2 separate regions of the Gossypium hirsutum genome follow, and region 2 is linked to region 1. Evidence: chromatin contacts called from public Hi-C data. All regions are on one chromosome and are shown on one strand. The core of a region is the stretch at or near the end of the contact, and the rest is flanking DNA. Distances in the headings are between cores, read along the strand shown. Region 1 holds the start of LOC107935862 (GATA transcription factor 4). Region 2 holds the start of LOC121204489.

What was found. Hi-C and Micro-C count contacts between places; a contact is called where the count stands out from the background.
Region 2: a contact with region 1 is called in a Hi-C map of leaf, with 1.7 times the contacts expected there. The contact joins the promoter of LOC121204489 here to the promoter of LOC107935862 in region 1. A contact is called at or near these places in 4 of 34 Hi-C or Micro-C datasets (all in leaf).

The regions. Positions count from the first base shown.
Region 1 is chrA08:105,797,431-105,802,079 of Gossypium_hirsutum_v2.1, forward strand. It overlaps LOC107935862 (GATA transcription factor 4), which reads right to left and starts at 1,401. Exons shown (of 2, transcript XM_016868490.2): 1 at 1,033-1,401; 2 at 46-941. The coding sequence starts at 1,251. The coding sequence ends at 393.
Region 2 is chrA08:106,104,522-106,108,860 of Gossypium_hirsutum_v2.1, forward strand. It overlaps LOC121204489, which reads left to right and starts at 2,286. Exons shown (of 2, transcript XM_041074339.1): 1 at 2,286-2,534; 2 at 2,920-3,438. The coding sequence starts at 2,287. The coding sequence ends at 3,196.

The sequences.
Region 1 (4,649 bases), core at 151-2,650:
TAGTTTTTTAATCTCATATTTTTAAAACTTAATTTTATTCATTCCTAAAGAAAAAGTTATACATTTTAATTTCATTATCTAAAAAGTTACACGTGAAAGGGAAAACGCCATTATTTTTGTGTGCGGTCCGTTATCAGCTGCCACTGCGTTGCGGTGCGTCACGTGGAAAGTCACGCTCATAAAAGCAATGAATGGTAGGGCAGCTGAACTGAAACCCAAATATTTAATGACTTTTTCTTTTTTCTTGTTTTATTAAAAATAAAATTCCTAAAGATTAAACTAAACAGAAACGCCAAAAAACGGACGTTTGATGGTGAAAGTGAAACACACTGATTCAAAGGGCTCCAAACAACAGCACCCCTATTCAACGTGATTACCCTCACTTTTACACCTCAGCACACCTGTTGTCGGTGCGGCTGACGACACACTTGCTCTTGCTGCCGTCTCGTCGACTGCTCCTCCTTCTGCCGCCGCAGCTCCAACACCTTCCGGTGGGAGTTCGAGTGTTGAGTCAACACAAATGTCGGACTCGCTGCGGGTCTGTATTCGGGCACTAGCCGACCCGATTTATACCGGACCCCACACGCGTTGCACAATGTCTTCGGTCCTAATGGCCCCGTCCGCCACTGTGGGGTCTTCTCCGACGCGCAGTGTGAGCATCGCCTCATCCCTTCTACCGTCGCCGGGGATGCTTGACGTTGGATTTCCCTTTTCGTCTTTGTTTTTCCCGTTAAGGTACCTGCAGCTCCAGAAGTCGTCGTCGTCCAGTTTGTGCCGTTCAATGTTGTTACCGCTCTGGAACGCTTGCTCCGAGCTTTGCTTGAAAACGACGAGTTATCATTTCTAGGGTTAAGGATTCCGGGGAGCGAGTATGAGGGGAAGTCGGTGAAGGAATCTTCAACGAACTGCGACAACCACTCCAGCTCAGCCACGTCATCACTCTGCAAACAAAAACCACAACAATAAATGTATTCGTGCATGCTAGTAAAAATAAATATAAAGTAAGAAAACGAACATGGAATTCGTTATTACGGGAAGGCAAATATCGTGGTTAAAGTCTAAGGAGAAAGAGGGAGTGAGGGCGGCAGAGGAGGAGGAAGCGGCGGAAGCGTCGCTGAAAGGGGTCTCAGAAGGAGGGAACTGATCATGGCTGGTGGCGGCCGAAGCAGAGGGAAAAAACTCATCGTTGGACAAATCCAAAAGATCATCAACATCTAATTGTTCCGAAGTTGAAATCCCATAGATATCCATCTTTTTATACACCCCCCAAAAAGCTGATCTCTCAGCTCTCTTTCCCTCAAAAGAACGAGCCAGAGAAAGGAGAGAGGCAGAGGTGAGTGATATATGGATGGGAAGAGGGGGCAGAGGAACGTGCAAGATGACTACAATTTCCTTTTTTTCTTTTTAAAAAAAATTGGGATCTATAATTTAATATATAAAATAGATAAAAGAGTCATACAGTAAATGGATTAATCCCTCATGCATGCATGTGTTTGTGTATAGTTTATAATATACTATACTATAGTAAATATTAAATTAATCGTGGTAGTAAATAGGAACAAAAACATGGATGTGGTTGTCATTATATTTACATATAAAATATGTAATTATTGTTAGTATGGCACCAATGGTTGTAATGTATTTTTATTGAAATTGTTATGGGTATATAATTTTAAATTTTATCTAATATATTTTTTAAAATATTTAATTGATGTATATAAAGATATTAAATAAATAAATTTTAAATATAAATATTTATTCATTATATAAAATATTCAAATAATATATTTCATAAATAAAAATTCCTCATTCATTAAACCAAAAATCATCGTATACCTTAAACAACGAAATTATTCGCAACAAAATCATCTTATATACTAACTATATTAGATGAAAGCTCCATAAAAACTTACACAAGCATTTAGGGATTTCGCCTGTTTTTTTTTTTTCTTTCCATTCTTATATAAGATATTATTGATTAATTGTGATACTTTAAATTTTAAAGTTTATAACTTCACATTGGTTGAAGTTCAATCTTTAAAGTTTGAAATTGATAAATTTTAATTGTTAAAGCTCTGACTTTTTATTATTTATTGTTATATATGATTAAAAAAATAATATTTTTATATATAGTTAACATTATTCATATACTAATGGGTGCACAATGTTTTAGTTAGAGCGACGAAAGTTGCGCAAAATGAGTCGGTGCAAATCACATAGGCCAAAATTTTCGTCAGTTCAAATTGTAAAGGTTTCTGAATTTTCTACTCTTAACCTTTAGGTTCTTGCAACAATAAAAATGCTAATGGTATATATATTATAAAATGTGTATTTGTCTTTATATAACTTTCTTTTATGAAAGCAATTATATATAAATTGAAATTTATTGTGAAAAAATAAAATAAAATAAAAATTTAAAAATAAATAATAGAATGGATAGTATTTTTTAAATGTTAAGTTAATTGAATTAAAACTAGAACTTTTATCATACGCGTATGCATGTGAATATATCATATTTAGAATACATATGCTTTTAAAAGTAAGATATATTAAATAATGAAATGTAATACTTGAAATTAATAATAATAACATACCTATGCAACATGCAATAATAATAAAGTATTCATAACAAAATTAAAATGTATAAAAAGTTTTGAAATAAAGATTTGGTTGAGTTGTGAATTTAAGATTTTATTAATGTAATTGATGTACGGTTCAAATTCTACCATATCAATAATTTTAATTTTTTAAAAAATTAAAAAAAAAACTAATAACTCATTTAAAATACGAAGTGATATTTTAATAATTTTTCTAACCGAGTTGGGGCATGGGTGACTTGTGACACCAACCGAATTTTGATTTTAAATAATAGTATATAGATTTATAAGTAGGCAGGGGCGTAGCCAGGAGGGCTGGCATGGGCCTCGGCCCCCCCTAAAATAGAAATTTTCATTTTAGGTCATTGAAATTTTTAAAAAATTTTAAATTAGTAAAGGTAAAATTGCACTTTGGCCCCCCTAAAATTATAAAAATTTAATTTAATCCTTTACAAATTATAAAAATATAAACTATAAAAAATTAAAATTTCATCCGGCCCCCCTAAGAAAATTTTCTGGCTTCGCCCCTATAAGTAGGTAGTATTTTAGGTGAATGGAGATTTTTAAAAGAGTAGATATATATATTTTTTTATAAAAATTATCATGATATTATTATTGTTTTTAAGAATTGGTATTATTTGTGAACTTTGAATAGTAAATATAGGTATATGCAATGGTGAATTAACACAAACGTAGAAATGGGAAGAGGGTAAAGCTAGTTATGTTATAATCATCCAGCATTATGATTTAGGTTTATACAAAACATAATTTACTCATCCACACATGCTCCTTTCAACATTAGTGGTTCTTCTGCCACTCCTCTTAATTAAAATGAAATGTTACAAGTTGATATATAATTATCTTGTTTACAGTTTCCAATTTACATTAAAACAATGCATATTTGAAGGGAGTGGTTCGTTAGTAAATACTAAATAGCTTGCTTCATGTTTCAGAAGCGAGCAAACAGATGCATGGAGGTCGGCCGGCAGGCACTGCAAAGATAGCTGGAAGGGACCACTTTTTTCAAAAGAAATAATTTTTTTATATAAATATAAAAAAGTTTTGCTTCATGTTCACGTTGGGAGAGATTTTAGTTTTATTATACCCACCATTCTCTGTGAGTGAGAGCAGATTTTTAACCTAATTACTACTACCCACAACTGCCATTTCCTTTCTCATTTGGAAAGTACAAACCCGTACATTGCACTTAAACTAAGAAATGGGTTTTCTTCCTATTTTCTCCATTCATCTTTTTATCTCTCTCAATTCAATTGTGAGTAACACTCTATTTCTCTCTAATATTTTGTGGTAATTGATTAAATAAGTGAAAGGTTTTCAAAATTAAGAAATATAATTGTCAGTAATTTCTTTATTAACTTAGAAGCGATGACAAAAGTATAATCCTACAATTTCCTTTTTATATTCTGTATAACCCTACATTAGATCAGGGATTCAGACATGATTTTTTTTCCTTAACCTTAAGAATTTGTTTCATCATTTACCTCATGCACATGGCATGCCGTCAGTATACGTAACACTTTCAGGATAAAAGAATTGGGGCGGTGAAATTTTTAATTCCAATACCAATTTCTAACACTATCAAATGTTTAATTACAAAAACTTATTTTTGATTATTTACTGCACCTAACCACTTATTTATCTCTATTGCTGAGAATTTTATACCTAGCTGGACTAAAGAAAAACCAAACCTTGACACCATTGGATTTTCTATTTTTAGGCACCCTAAATTTTTCAAAAAAGAAAGTTAATCTTTCCAAAAACATAAAAATGTATTAATTAAACCTTTTCGTTGCTGATTATTGGTGTTAAAAGTATTTTTAATTATTATTATGTTAATGTGATTATCCATATCAACATAGAGCCCTGCTTTATCAACAAAAAATAAAAATAAAACTATAAAATTATTAAAATATTAAGTCCATAATAAACTTGAACAAATGAATGCTCGTGTTCATTTGAATATTTCAACATTTATTCTGTTCAATTTCATGTAATACATTATTTCTTGAATTATAAAAGGGATAAATACTA
Region 2 (4,339 bases), core at 1,036-3,535, 310 kb after region 1:
AATCCCGTGAAATCAAAATGGCCTACAACAAGCTCATACGGGTCACATGGCTGTGTGAAAAGGTGTAACCCATGTGGCTCCTTCAACTTGCTCCGACGCTCTGGTTTTCACTCATTTTTTGCTCCTTTTGCTTCCAAGTGCTCTATTAAGCATTAAAACATGAATTTAAAGGATTAGAGGTATAAAATTCACAATTAACATCGGATAATCACCCAAATATGCGTTAAGAATGAAGTTAAAACATGTTACTTTAGCACTTATCAAGTATTAATCTTACCCATATAGTCTTCATTCCAAAAATTGCTAAGCCAAATGATCTAAAGCAGTTTCGACCCATAAGCTTGTGCTTAGAGTTGTACAAAATTATATCAAAAACATTATCTAACTGGTTTCAAAAAGTGTTAAACAAGTGTATGAAGCACAAAGCACGCTTGTTCCGGGTCGATTAATCACGGATTATTCCTACTACCCTATGAAATATTGCAATTTTTCAAGCAGAAAGATCGAGCATAAATGGTCTATTTTCACTAAAATTAGATACGAATAAGGCATATAATAGGGTGCAATGGGATTTCCTAAGGCAAATGATGATAAAGATGGGTTTGATATGGCTTAGGTAGATATAAAAATGCACTATATAAGTTCAGTGTCATACTCTTTTTTTGATGAAAAGTGTCATACTCGATTATACTGAATAGGGAACTAGGAAATCATATTATACCAGAAAGAGGATCAGAACAATGCGATCCACTCAATACCTATTTATTTCTAATCTACAGCGAGAAACTGTCATCGTTAATAAGATTAGCAATTAGAGAGGGATTGATAAAAGGGGCTAGGACTTACCCACAAAAACTGGAAATATCATATTTTCTTTTTTACAAACGATAGCCTATTATTTGGGGAGGCTACGGAAAGAGGAGTCAGAAAAATCAAACAAATTCTGGAGGTGAAAGTTTGCATTGAATTTCTGCCTAAAAATGAAACTCAATAGTTTTTGTACTTTATCACCAATTTTCCCATTCCCTTTCACTATTTCCAACATATGCGAAAATGCCAACCCAGTCTCTTAACGTGCCCACGCATGACATAGTCCACTTAGTCAAAACTTGGAGTTTTTACCCTTTATTTTCTTTTTAATAAAAAATGCAAATAATTAAGTAAAAAATGAATCTACCGTCCAAGAACACTGTTCATATTGATTTTCCCTTCCTTCTAATTTTCAAAACCCCTTTTGTTTGAGCAAAAAAGTTTAAGCCTTTACGGGATAGGTTTAGCACAACCCTGCCATTAACATCTTTTATATGTATTAACCTAAATTAGAATTGAGGAAAAACTTATCAGGATAGTTTTTTTATACAATTGTTTAAAATTACCTATAATTCTTTTTCATCTTTAGATAAAAGGATAAACACGTTTTAAGATGTTTAAACTCACATTCTCTTACTCTAGCGATAAACCTCATCATAGATTTAAATCGTATCTGTTCTTTTTAACACAATTCTTATAACTATCCATAATCTCTCCAACTCATAAATAGGAGGATAATACGTTTCAACGCACTCAAACTTGCGTCTTCTTACATTGACAACAAAATCTACGCCAATCAAGTTAAGATTCAATCGACCATTTAACTTAATTTTAAAAAATTGTTATTAATAACTCATTGATACTTCATATGATTATACATTGACAATGTATAAATCTTAAATTTATTTATATTTGATATTATATGGAGTCAACGAGTTAAATGATAATAAATTATTATAAAACAAGTTATATAAATATAATTTTAGAGGTGAATTAATAATAGTGCCTGTTGTGTAGGTTATTTTATCGATTACATTATATATCTTAAAACTCAAGCTATATATTTTCGAAATAAAATACGTAGACTATAAAGAATATAAGTTAACTGTATAGGATGCCGTAAACATAAACCCAATTCATTTATGTGGAACAAGACAGAAGATAAAAGACAATAATAAAAATAAAATTAGGGTAATTTAATTATAAATTCTATAAACACAAAATTTTGTTATAATGGTGGGGAGACCGGAGAGAAGAGGTGCGCGGAGTAAAAGGAGGCACAGAACCGGAAGAGGACAAAAGATGGAAATTTTAAAAAAAAATAGATTAAAAGGTTTAAAGCCCAGCCCAGGACATAACAGTCATTTTTAGACATCAATTTTAAGGTTAACATCTCTCTCTAACTGAAAACGACTGCAAGCAACTTGTGGTCTACCTGTGAATATATATTACTTTTTTTCGATAGACACCGACTCTATGGCCATCACTCTTTTCTTTATATATAGATCATATGGTTCTCTCGTATTTATCTCTTGTTCTTTGTTTTTTTTTTTTCTTTTACTCTCTTTCACCAAATCTTCTTCCTCCTCTTTATATTCTCTTAGTTTTTTTTTTTCACCATCAACAATGGTGGATCTTCAAACTGTATGCTGCATGTGCGGCGACGTTGGTTTTCCTGACAAACTCTTCCGCTGCAACAAATGCCGCCACCGCTTTCAACACTCGTATGGATTTCTTTGTTTTTTTTCCTCTGTTCCCCATCATCATAGTCCATCCATCTTCATGTGTATATATGCATATATCTAATCATCACCATCATCATCATCATCATGGGTTGATAGATAGTTAGATACCCTTAATTCATTTTATCGTTCATCATCACAGTTAGATAACACCCATCTCCACCAAGCACCACCCAACAACCACCACCAAACGTAATGGTTTCGTATTAGACGGAATGGAAATCATAGGGGTTATCATATTTTCCTTCTTAAAGCGTATATAAAATATATTAATGTTTTCATCATAGCCATATGTACTTTTTTTTTTTCAAATTCTATTTATATTTTATGGGTCGAAAGTTAAACAAGCTCTTGATGCTGGCTGCAGGTATTGCAGTAATTACTACAGCGAGTTCGCTGAACCAATTGAACTGTGTGATTGGTGCCAAAGCGAAGCAAAGAACTCGAGGCAAGGAAGGTCTTCAAAGAAACCAACAACTGGAAACGAGAGTGGAATTATAAACCGATCCGAGTATTCGGGTGACAAAATCAAGCTACAGGATCGAGACGAAAGTGGTGATGATCAGAAAGGAAAGAGCAGTGGGACGCCCTCTCCAAGGCCTACGACACGCAGGTACAAGCTTCTCAAGGATGTGATGTGTTAAAAACACTTAATTTCCAAAGGAAAAAGAAAAGAGTTTGTGTCGAGAAAACTTTGTGTGTTGTCGATAGTAGCAAAACTTGTTCATAAGTTGTTGTTATCCAGCGTTTCTTTTCAGGGTTATGGATGAATTTGTTGGCAGTATGGCTTTTTTTTTCACTTTTTCGGTAAGTTTTGTTAATAAAATAATGTAATTATATTCAAACTGGATCGTTGGCACAGGTTTTTAAGCTTTTGTTTTCGATCTCTTTGTTCCACTGCTAATTAGGCTAAAGTTTGTAAGATTATGGATGCATGACAGATGAGATATTCATATAGGTTTTTCGTGCATGAAAATGTTGGATCATCAAATAAAATATACCAATCTATTTGACAGTCATTAACAAATGTTGGATCATCTGTAACCTAGCGGGATGATTTGGATAAGCATATGATCTAGTGTTTTATCTAGCTAGGGTTTGTTATCATCATCGCAATAAGGGTTAATGGGATGAGTTTCAGCACCTTCATTTCCTTTCACTAATTTGTTGAGTCTCTTAAGGAGAATTGAATGCACTTCAATGGTTGCCTCTTGGCCAAAGAATTCATAGTACCTAAAGCTGCAGATTCATTGAAAGGCTTTAATTGCTAGGCCCTCCATTATTATTTTTGAGGGAAAAAAGAGAGGAAAGAATTGCCTACAAAATAAGTTTTTTTTTTTCATTTAAAAAAAAAAGAAAAGAAAGAAATGTCAAAATGCCCTTCCGTGAAGAAGAGAAACACATGGTAAATGTAGCTTGGCCTTGATCTACTAGAGTAGCTAGCAGAGACAGGAAAGGACGGAGTTTTTTTTAGCAGATTGTGGCTCTCCTAGGCCATTCATTTAAGTCATTCGATTTTTGATATTTCTTACTGTTTGTATTGTACTGCATTGTTGACCCGTAGTTGTATGAAATATCTCTCAAGTACAAAAAATATTTAGCTGATAAGATCTCCTTCCACTGTATCTGCTTTTGGCCATATATGAGAAACCAAGAAAAACCTTTCTTATTGGGCTATATATATATTGAAGTGAAAATGAAGCCATGACCTGTACCTCCAGTTGATGGCACCCAAGTAACATAAATTACCCAAAGCTTTCTTCATTATCAAATCTCTCATCTTACTT